2 separate regions of the Anser cygnoides genome follow, and region 1 is linked to region 2. The links are chromatin contacts, called in public Hi-C maps. All regions are on one chromosome and are shown on one strand. The core of a region is the stretch at or near the end of the contact, and the rest is flanking DNA. Distances in the headings are between cores, read along the strand shown.

What was found. Hi-C and Micro-C count contacts between places; a contact is called where the count stands out from the background.
Region 1: a contact with region 2 is called in a Hi-C map of liver, with 2.2 times the contacts expected there. The contact joins the promoter of ATP1B1 here to the enhancer-like site in region 2. A contact is called at or near these places in 3 of 7 Hi-C or Micro-C datasets (all in liver).

Annotation. Positions count from the first base shown.
Region 1 is chr1:96,046,534-96,052,358 of Taihu_goose_T2T_genome, reverse strand. ATP1B1 (ATPase Na+/K+ transporting subunit beta 1) reads right to left here and starts at 2,480. Exons shown (of 6, transcript XM_066990399.1): 1 at 2,272-2,480; 2 at 1-93. The coding sequence starts at 2,371.
Region 2 is chr1:95,984,616-95,990,206 of Taihu_goose_T2T_genome, reverse strand. The region is part of intron 15 of LOC136789688 (a long non-coding RNA gene); the gene reads right to left. Among named protein-coding and RNA genes, the nearest start is that of DPT, 60 kb to the right of the region's middle. Within about 2 kb of position 3,731, at least 1 of the 3 cell types and tissues checked has open chromatin away from gene starts, as enhancers often do. A contact at or near this core is called in liver, where this site is marked.

The DNA.
Region 1 (5,825 bases), core at 1,231-3,730, 63 kb before region 2:
ATTCACTGACGGTGAGCAACATCACTTGGATGGTCCCAATGAATATACCCGCCAGGCAACCGTAGAAGATGACATAGAAGAGGAGGATCTTAACTGCAAGAGAAAACAAATGAAAAGATTAATCAAGTCCCAATTATTTGGGATCATGAAGCGTGAGAATTAGTATGTTCTTCCATATTTTAATGGATCCGTTGGCTGACCAAGGCTACCACAAGGTGACAGGCTTTCAGTGAAGCACAAGCCCAACACAAGTCGGCATGCTATACGCAGTGCTATACGTTCCACACCACTCTGGGCTTCAGAGCTATTTCCACAGAGCCTGCACGAGCTGCTAGATTCAGGTTTACAAGCATTGGTAATGTGTGACCTCCCTAATAATTCAGACTCTGACCTCCACCAGAGACAACAGGAGCAGAATTTAGGCCCAAATCAGCACCAATACTCAATCTCAAATGTAGGAAAGCACTTCAATGTGACACAGCACTCCGCATTTACCAACCTTGTGCATCTACAAAGGCACGCCAGCACCGCTCATACCAATTAAAAACTGAATTATGTAACAAAAGACTAAATTTAGTTTGGGTCTGAAAGGAGATGCCTAGAATAATCCCGGTGGGGGGGGGAAGAGCCTGAGATGCAGCACAGCTCAGACTCTGGGTATCGGTTACCAGTTTACAGGGATTATCTCAACTGATTAACTGCACAGTAACACGCCGTACTAGGCATCACCAGGCCGCCTACGGGAAGGATAAGCCAGCCCATGCCAAGCAACTACAGGCTAATCAGGCTGCAGGAACAAGCACTGCAGCGAGGAACACTTGAAAGAGCCTGCTCGATCCCAGCGTCCTAGCCTAATTGCAGACCTGGAGGAGGAGGTTTATATGGAGGACTCAAGGTGAACAGATACAAGGGCCAGGGAGGAAGCAGTAGGTGAAGGTATTCCTCCTCTCCTGAGCCCCATCATAAAAAAGCTCCATCAGTGGAGAAGCCTCCTCATTAAAGCAGCCATTTCTGGTGGGTTTCATTTTCCAGTTACAAAGGAAAGAGGATCAGGAGGGACAGCCAGAGACACAGAGGCTGAGGAACACGCTCAGAAAGACACTCCATCCTCTCGTCCACTGGAGACCGGGGAGGCAGCCATGGCTGGTGAGCAGAGCTCGGTGCGATATCGTGGTGCTCCAGGAGTTAAAAGCACTCTTTGGTATCCAAGCAGCGTAAAGCAACTGGTCGTGACGTCAGAAACATTTGGAAATTTTTTCCAGAGCACGGTCATAGGAGGTGCTGTTGTAACAAACCAAACACCAATGCTGTTGTCTGCAGCGTAACGCCTTTTGAGTTTTTGTAACATCAAAAGGCCAACACTGGGAGGTAGCTTATTTAATCAGTTTCCCAGCCAGGATGCTCTTAACACCAAAGACACCTTAAAGGTCACGGTTTCAGAAAAAACACACGCAACCGAGCACAACGGGGTTGCGCAACAGAGCTTCCCGCAACAGGTAGGCTTATAACGGAGAAATCGGATCGCCAGCCTGCAGGTTGACATCGGTCCTAGACGGATGGGCACGGGAAGGAGGACTCGGTCTGGCTCCGCGTCGGAAGCGCTGCGCAGCCGCCCGGTGCCTCGGGAGCAGCAGACACCTACCGGTGCGCGCCCGCAACCCGATTCAGCTCACGTACGGGTACGGCAGGAGCCCGCTGCGGTCCACCAGGGCCAAGGCTGTCGCCTCCAGCGGATCCGTTACACCAGGAGCCGGGCTCAGCATCGCGGGGTGGCAGCCCGGCCGCGGCTGGCAGCAGCTGGAAGGCCGTCCGGGTGCGCGCAGACAACGCCGAGCGCCCCCCGGGCGCCGAGGGCTGCCTGCAGGGCGCCCCAACCGACAGCGGGGTGCGCGAGCATCGCCGCCCGCACGGCCGCCTCCCTGCCGGGGAGGCACCGCAGGACCCGGGAGCTCTCTCGGCGAGGCACAGCCACCTCGGATCGCCGCGGAGCGGGGGGAAGGGGCGGCGGGGGAGCGGCACCCGCGGTGCGGAGGGAGCCGGGGAGGCAGCGCCAAGGACGAGGCGCCCTCCCAAGGTCGGCCCCGCCGCGGGCTCCATCCCGGGCCCGGCCCCACCTGCCCGGCAGCCGCGGCCCGGGGAGGGGGCTCGGGGGGCCCCGGGGACCCCCCCCTTTCCCCCCGCCCCCCCTCCGGTGCCGGTGCCCGGCCGCAGGGGGGTGAGGCGCGGCGGTGCGCGCTGCGGAGCCCCCCCGCCGCCCGTCCCCGCACTCACACCAGCTGCCCCCGGTGCGGCCCAGCAGCTCCTTCTTCTCCGAGTTCCAGATGAACTTCTTCCAGTTGCCGTCGCCGTCCTTGGCCTTCCCGCGGGCCATGGCGAGCGAGCGGGGGGCGGCGGGGGGGCGCTGAGGGCTCGGACGGGCTCCGCGGCACCGGGACGGGCTTCGGGGAGGGGGCTTTTAGGGGGGGGGGAGGAAGGGGGCGCTCCAGAGGGGGGGGAGGGGGGCTCCGGTGTGTGGCGGAGGCGCGGAGCTGAGGGGGGAAGCAGCGGAGCCCACCGGGCACGGAGCAGCCGCGCTCGCCGCCCGCCGCACCCCTTCATATAGGGCGCGGGCCCCGCCCGCTGGGCGCCGCAGCCACTGGGAGGCGGCGGGGGGCGGGCAGGGGACGGGGCGGGCGCCGCGCGGGCACGTGTGCGCGCGCAGGTGTGCGGCCGCGGGCGTGCGCGCGCGGGGCGGCGGCGGGGGCAGCCGTGCGCCTTCCTCCCCCCCCCCCCCCCCCCTCCTCCTCCTCCTCCTCCTCCTCCTCCTCCTCCTCTTCTTCCTCCCCGTCCCCGTCCCCGTCCCGCCCGGCCCCGCCGCGCCCCGCCGGGCTCACGTGTACGGCGCCTGCCGAGCGCTGAACGCGAAAGCGGCGCCGCGCGGCACCTGCCGGGATGTTGTTGTTGGTTTTTTTTTCTTAATTTATTTTTTAAATTTTTTTTTTTTTTTGAGGGCGCAGCCGCCCTCGCAAGGTGACCTTCAGGGAGGTGCACGCACGCCGCCGGCGGCCCGATGGGGGGGGGCTGCGGCACCCTGTGGGGGTCCCGGTGCTGCCCCGGCCCCCCAGCGCTGGGCGGCAGCCTGCGGGGGGACCCCGGGAAGGGAAAAGGGGCTCTGGTGGGGCCCTGGGACCCGCATTCGTGATGGAAGTTCACCGACGTGCCCCGGTCCCACAGTGTCACGACAGGACCGAGTCACACGTGAACCTCGGCTGCACGCTGCCGTACCCTACTGGGATTTATTTAATACTGAACTTCCTCCTGGTCACGATACGGCGCTCCGGGTATTTTCCTGCCTTTAAGCTACAGGCTTGCTCTGCCAGCCTTAACTCCAGACTGTTTTGTTGTTTTGGGAGGCTAGACAAACGCATGCCAGCCACCCCGCTGTCCCCAGGGGAACAGCCCCAACGTGGCGCCCATCTCCAGGCACCCCACGGCCACCGCCCACAGCCAGCCCCTGAAGCAACCTGCACAGGCCTGATTTTTTTGGGCCTTGGTCTGCCTGGGCAGGGTACCTCGAGGTGTTTGCACCCTGCAAAGCTGAGCACCGCCTCCCCAGGCCTAGGCACGCCGCCGGACTCCTCAAAGCCTCGTGGGGTTAGGAGGAGGAGTGTCACACCGGAGTCAGTGCATCTGGGGGCAGTGTTTGCTGAACGCTCTGCGGTACATTACGTGTGATCAGAGGGAGCCAGCCAGGTGTGCCCCAGGGATTTCCATCCTGGGTTTGGGGAATCGGCCCTCAACGGCATTTGTGCAATGGAAAATGGCTGATCAAACGGCTGAGGACAAATGGCGTCTCTCTTCTCCATGGTGTCTGGTCAGAGCTGGTCTTTAAAGAGACCTGCTGATGGTGGGCGATAATGAGAGCAAACACAGACAGCAGTATCTGATACCCAAGTGAACATCATCTGCGGTGTAGGGAGGATGTATCAGTTACAAGTTAAGAAGGCTGTGATTACAATCAGGCCAATAAATAGATGAGCACCGCAGGAGGAACAAGCGCTCACTTTTAACACCCAGCGCCATTGCTGCTGTAGACAATGAGGCTGTGTCTCAGCCACTGGGCCACCAGGCCTGCCTGGTCACTTGGGAGCCAAACCTGCTCTCTTCTGATGCCCTGGGTGCTGTTTTTGCCTCGACCCCCTACCCTATGAAAACAGCATGTTGGGAATCGTGTGCAGGTGCGCGGTGTGGTCACCCAAACACAAAGCCCGCGCTTTAGTCTACCTCATGGATGCTGTGTCTGGCTTTACCCTCAAGTCAGGACCCGTCTCATCCAGTCTGCTGAGTAAAACCCCTCACAAGCTGATTCAGGGCAGGTGGAACAGCAGCAGTTAACTCAGCCTGCCCTCTGTGCAGGCAATGGGGTCACCCAAAATGAAACTGGCATCAGATATTTGAGCAGGTTCATGGCGATGTCCAAATCAGAGAAGAGAATGGGACTGCACGCTCTCCCACAGTGTTATTTCCTAAGGCCACAGAAAGTGAGTTTGGAGAAAGCAACTAGAATGAATGATCTGTAAAACCTGAGCAGTCGTATCACGATTACAGACTAAATGGCTACCCAGAAACACGATCTTCCTCTGAGCGTGTTCTCACTCTCGCTATGGGAGCTGGTGGTGCCTGTGGAAGCCAAGCTGCAGGAGCTCCTGGCTTCATCGCTGTTTGTTTAAGGATCACCAGGAAACTCTCTCCTCTTCCCGCAAATGTCTCTATTACTGTACAAATACACAGATAAGTTGGGTTGGCAGTGCCAGTGGTACCAAATCCCCGTAACTGCGCAGGCTGGGGCATGCAGGATCTGGAATGGGCAAAAGGCACTTCACAAGGTTTGCAGAGCACTTCTGCAAACCCTTTTATGCATCCGCAGTCCCATGGATGCTCAGGACATGCACTTTGCTTAATGTTGGCAAATTGTCCTCTCAGAATCAGCAGAACTAATAGGCAATGGGGTGCCATATTTTATTCAAATTCACCATTTGTTCGGCTGCTCAGATATCAATCAGGCCGTCTCTAAGGCCACCACTATATGATCTGATTTTTTAAGGTGATAAGAGCCTAAGGCAACTTTCGAAACTGCCAAGAACAAAATGTGCAAAGATATCCGTGTTCAGATTAACTGCAGGAGGAAGGACAGGGCTGGGGAAAGCTGTGCACCGGCACCAAGGAAAGAACAACATGTGAATGGACTTTGTTAGGGGGTTATCTCACCGCCCTTAGGAGCTGGTGCATGAGGAGCTCTCTGGTTTTCTCCAGTGGGTTTGGGCACAGCCATCTAATGACGAGATCCCAGCTTCCTTTGGGTCTCCTGCTTTACAGCAGACCCAAAGAAAGCACCTCAGGCAGGCAGAGGTGTCTCACTGCAGTGCAGGAGGAGAGCAGACAATTACTTTTGATGCAGCAGCAAGAGAGAAGAGCACAATGTAGAGCAAAGCCAAGCCATGATTTATCCACCTTGGTGACTTGGGAAATGAGACTGTGCAGCTGATGGTGACCAGCAGAAAATTTGGGTAATGTGTGATCTAGAAACATCTCTGAAGGCAGCTGCGGACTATGCTGTGACATGCAGTGGAGGAAGGGGAGAGGCATGCTGTGGGGAGGGACTCTCACCGGCTGCAGGACCGAGTGCTAATTATAAGATGACAGAAGTGTGCAAAATGGCCTTAAGTAGTTGCTATTCGTGGGCTGCCGCTGCAAACAAACGGGGCTGGGCCTCCTCGGGCTGGCATGCCCGGGAGCTGGAAAAGGGCAGCTGCTCAAGAGCTTGGCACCAAGCCTGCATCACACAC
Region 2 (5,591 bases), core at 2,482-4,981:
CCTTTCGAAGTGTGATGAGTCTCCAGTTTTGCTGAAGTTCTACTAAACTCCTTTTAACTCTGTGTGCAAGCTCTTCAGCTGGATTAAGTAAATGCAACACTACTCAGGAGAGGTCAGGATCCAGTCCTACTTATCATCCTCTTCACTGGCAGTTTACAAATAAAATCTTATTAAACCACTTGATACAGACAGTCTTTATCGCTTTCCATCCAAGTTGCCATAGCTGCATAATTAAACAGGACTGGAGTGTAAAATGCATTTGAATTAAAAGGTTTGGGCTCTTTGCTACAATTTTTTTCATTAAATGACTCATCTATTGATCAAGTCCTGCAATTACTGTAATATTTTTCATTTCCCTAGCCATGAAAATGTGGCGGATAATTGGTCACCCCAAACACGAGTGCTGCACTCAAAATGTTTAAAATGATATCTCTTCTGTTTGTATGCAGTAGGGTTTGGATTTTTCTTTATTTTTTCCCAGTAGCTACACATATGTGATGGTTCTTTGTATTTCTTATTTCCCCCCTCCCCCCAAAAAAAAGTATACATTCCTCTTCAAGCTTCCCATCCGAACAGAAATCCTGACACGTTATAATGAATTAAGTAATGTTGTACTTTTGCACCAAGAAAATAAATTTTATATTTCTCCTTAGAGCACATCCACCTTTGGGAGTTAGATCCTAACCGAGGCTTTAATTTGCTAGTCTTAATTCTGCAAAACTGTTCAACCTCCCTAGCTAGGTTTACAGCCAAGATATTTCACAGGAGCCACAAATGAAGTTCTATGCTAAGGAGGCAAAATTGTTTACTTTACAGTGGGCTGTGCTCTTGCGAGCACAAGCTGGAAGGGCTGGTTGCTGACCCAACCCTGAAGACTGTGTAGCAAAGCAAAACAAAGTCCACTGTGGATCACAAACAGGGAGATTCAGCAAAGAGCAGCTCTAGGTTTCACTGCCATCAAGACTAACCTCCTGGATACCCGAAGAGGGGCAGAACAAACCCTCTTCCCCCAGTGCCTGCCCAGGGAAGGATTAATTTCTCGTGCAGTGTTTTTCTGTACCTGAGTGTACACAGCTGGTCTGAAAGGCCTTCTACGTAGAGTACAGAAGCAACAGCACAGGAGAGAAGGTGCTGCACCAGGGTTTTGCTTGCGTAGCATGCATGTCCTCAGCAATAAGCAGCAGTGAGCCTAAGAGCACAGCACTGTCAGCTTGAAGTGGCATGGCCTGTGAAGGCCACACGACTCCTGGGGAACTCGTCATCAGTGGTGGGATTACTGATGGAATCTCGGTTTGCCGACTCCTAAATCAAACCTGCACGTGTTGCAATTCAATAGATCACTGCAGCCATGTGTTAGAACTGACACATTCCTAGATCTCTCTAAGGGGGAAAAGTTTTTCAGGGAGATTGTATTTTCCTGACTCTGTGAAGGGCTGTGAAGTATGTGCACTTGGTTTAGTGGCCTCTGAGGATTTCAGCAAGGACACAAACTAACCGGAGGGCACAGCTCACACTGCTATTTCATTCCTCCTGTGCCCTGAGGTTCTTTAGGAAACCTGGGGCACTTCAGATGCCTGTGGTAGACACTCAGAGCCACCACTGAGCCCTGAATATTCATTTGCCCTGGGACTTGTGCATCCCTCGGGTGTGCCTGGAGCTTCACTGGCACTACTGCCATCAGTGAGCGGTGAGGTATCACCACACACGCTTCAGCACACACTCTTGATCTCCGTCCAGCACCATAGCACAACCCCTCTGCATGTCAGAGCATCTAAGATTGCCTCGGGCTCTCTAACCATCCTCGCCAGGACTCTCCTTTCTGTACTGCTGCCCAGTTTGCCCATGGCTTCTGAAAACACACCGCTTTCATTGTTCTAAGCAAGCTTTTGAACTTTGGTATGTTTATTCTAAAAAGACAAAGGAAGATACAGGACCAGTTCCCTGAAGATATCAAAGCCCCAGCCTGTCACAGAGATCAGTAAGAGTCCAGGTGCCTGTACTCCTTCTGGGACTTGGCCATTTGCCTGACAGCACCTACCAGAGCACTCAGTTTTTCACTATTTCCTGCAGCTCACAGTTAAAGCAAACTCCACAGACTTCCTTCCACAAGCGTTCTGCCAGTGTAAGGCCAGCCTTTTTCAGAGCAATCCTACAGCAATGGCAAGAAGAGATTGGGTAGAAAGCCTAGGCCAGGGATTTTCTTCCTTCAATAATTAAGTAATTTTCAATAGCATTCTCAGTGGTGTTATTAAAATGCCATGACTCAGATATAGCTGAGAGAATGTTAAAGACCTGATTTGTTTTTCTGTTAGTAGCACTGATTTGTGTGCTTGGGATTTGCTCTTTGCAGGGTCAGAACAATTAAGTGTCTTTATCTTCACCACTTGCCTCTAGCCAGGTTCACTTTTTGATTATGTTTTGCCCTCCACTGCAGCGAAAGGTTTTAAATTAACACCTAATAAACTGAAATGGTGAAGGAAAGCATAATGGATTTTCTTTCTTTACAGAATCTTAGCTAAATTACAGTAAAGTTTTGACCTTGTACTTAGGGTAGTACTGTAATGAAATGGGTGGACACACGCATGATTTTAGCACACAGCTGTTTTAAATATATTTTGAGCCTCAATGTGACATTGTGGGGTGCTGACTAGCTTGTAAAATACTGGATTACCTGAATCAGCACTCATTGGCAAATTCAGAACCAGAGACCTGATCCTTAAAGACACTGTTTTGCTGATGAGAATGTGTTTTATTTTTTAAACTGACAAAACTTTTCTTGTATCAAAGAATGCATTTTATCTCAGAAGATGTATTAGGTCAGTGATTTGGGCTCATGAGAGACTGAAATAGTAACATGTTTAACTAAAATAATACAAACCTGAAAAAGCTTGGTATGGAGTAAAAAACAACCAGCTGGAACCCAGCCACACCTAGAAAAAAGACCACCCTAGCTCTAAGGGCTTAATTCCTTTTTTTTTTTTTTTTTTTTTCTGTAGGAAAAACTGTCATTCTGCTCTGCCATGCCTGCAGAGAAAAAAGGAGGTGATTCTGGCTGACTTACAGTATTGTTGCTGAACATAGGAGAACATCATTTGAACCTTTTACTACTCAGATGCCAGCAAAGCACTGCAATACCATTAAGCCATATGAATGGTAAGTCAGTAAGACTTCAGGGATTTTTCCTCTTCCTGTACTAGTTTCATGCTGTATCTCTGCCTTCTTAAGATCACGCTGCCCTGTGCTGTAGTGAGCCTGCTGCCCTTCCTAATCTTCTGCAGTCACCTGCCATGACAAACATTCAGCCACTCGTTGTACCACCTCGTGTGTTAATATAGTCAATAGTGGTTAACCTGGCAGTGACATTTCCAGACCAGCTCCCTTTGATGCTGCTGATATCGCTGCCCGACCTGAGCAACAACTGGGCACTGTATACACACACCCAGTGCCAGCCACTTGAGGGTACCCCGCAGCCGAAACTCGCAGACCCTGGTGGAAGTGCTGAAGCACCTGGTGCTGCCTGCACAACTGCCTATGCAGCACAAGGCAGAAGTGGAGCGAGGAGGCATCAGGTGTCTTCCAAAAGCCTGGACCCCTTCACCCTCCTCTTTGCCTCTTTCCCAAACCCACCCACCCAGAACTGAAGGCCTGCTCCCCTCGGTCACTCTCTTGGACACCCCAAGGAGATCTCAGCTGCCCCTGGACTCCTCATGCTGGGTCAGTGCTTGCGCACCCCCCTGCGAGCTCCCCGAGGCAATGCTGGCAACCAAGCAGGACACAAGTCCTTGCCCCTAGCCTGGCATTCAATCTCTTCTGCTCCTTTTGTAAGATCAAAGTAAGAACACGTAAAATTACGGCAAGGGCATCAGCTACAAGACTTTGTCCTGTCACCTGAGTGAATAAGGGCTTCCCTCCCTCTAGCCGCAAATCACAGCTTCATTTGTTGCACGCTGTTAGAGAGTAACTACGATTGATTCCTGCAATTGCTCCATATCAGAGGTGGGTAAGTGAATGTTTACCAAATACTGGTACTTTGGAGTTTGCACAATATTATTAGATAGATCAGCATAATAAACCACTTAGGGATCCTTTGATCTAAAGGCTGTGCATGTATTTCAGACCTGAAATGTCCATGGTACCAGAATATTTGCTTGTAAGCACAATTCCAGAGTGCCATGCACGGAGCATTCTTTCTGGCCTTCCCTTCAGCTTTGCCAGGTCAGGCTTGTTAGAATGCAGCGTAACCTGCCCTTGCCTCGCACATTGCCACACTCTCTTAGTGATGAAAAAGCCCACAAACTTCTTGCTTTAATAAAAGATTAGCTTTTTAGGAAAGCCGCATTCCTAGCAACACCATGTACAGTGCATACCTTCAAGGATTTTTAATGTTTTTGCTTTGAGGTGATCATGCTTGGGGAGGTTCAGGTTGGAAATGAGGAGACATTTCTTCTCAGAAAGAGCAGTCAGGCATTGGAATGGGTTGCCCAGGGAGGTGGTGGCATCACTGTCCCTGGGGGTGTTCAAGGAAAGGTTGGATGTGGTGCTTAGGGACATGGTTTAGTGGGTGACGTTGGTGGTAGGGGGATGGTTGGACCAGATGATCTTGGAGGTCTTTTCCAACCTTAATGATTCTAGGATTCTATGAGTCTATGATTGCCCTGAAAGAGGAACTTCCATATAGTCTATGCTATTATACATCACCAGGCATATTGCCTTTGAACCAGACTGGACCTGCTGTTACCAGAAAAATATAATTGTACTAACTGGATAGTTAGTTCCCAGAATAGTTATTTTATAGTTAAGGACAATACTCAGGCTGTAGCCTTTCAAATCTCTGAATTTATTGTAACTAAACCTCTTGGCAGCATTCAGAAAAAAAATAAAAACTGGAGAATGCTACCTTAATGAGTTCTTACTAGCAATACAAATATTTGGGCTTCTGGACAAAAGACGATTATAGGTTAAATGATATTTGGATAGCATCATGTGGCTGATTAAAAATGGAATAAACTGCTAATGCAGTGAAGAATGCATCTGTTTACGGGCATGAATCAACTTCTAAAACAGGAGGAGAAAAATTTCTGAAAAGTTTTCTCATTTTATGTACTACTGTGTCGAATTGACACGTATCATTTCCATTAGACATTTTTCCCAAGGAAAAAAAGAAAAGGAAAGGAGACAACAGAAGTGAAATATATCTTGCTTTAAACCCACGGATTATTATTAAGTGTTGTTTTTTTTTTTTTCTTTTTGAACTGCAGCTTTAGTCTGAAAAACTGTTATGTAAAAATACTACTAACTCAACAGAACTGCTGCCATGGAAATGGTTCTCCAGCAACTCTTCTGACTTCAGTGAAACACAGTGGGGTTTGTCGCTCCCCCATCCCTTCTGCCCTTGCCTGCATATATTCTGCAGTATGAAGGCAATATACTGGATTTTCCTCCCTCCCAGGGTATCATCACTATTGTGTTTGCCTTTCAGCTTAACCATACCTGTTGAAGCACACCAAAGTCTGTGGGGAAAAGCTCCAAGGAGTCAGGATTTGATTTGCAGAGCCTTTAACAAGGTTTATGTAGAAGACTTGATTTAGATC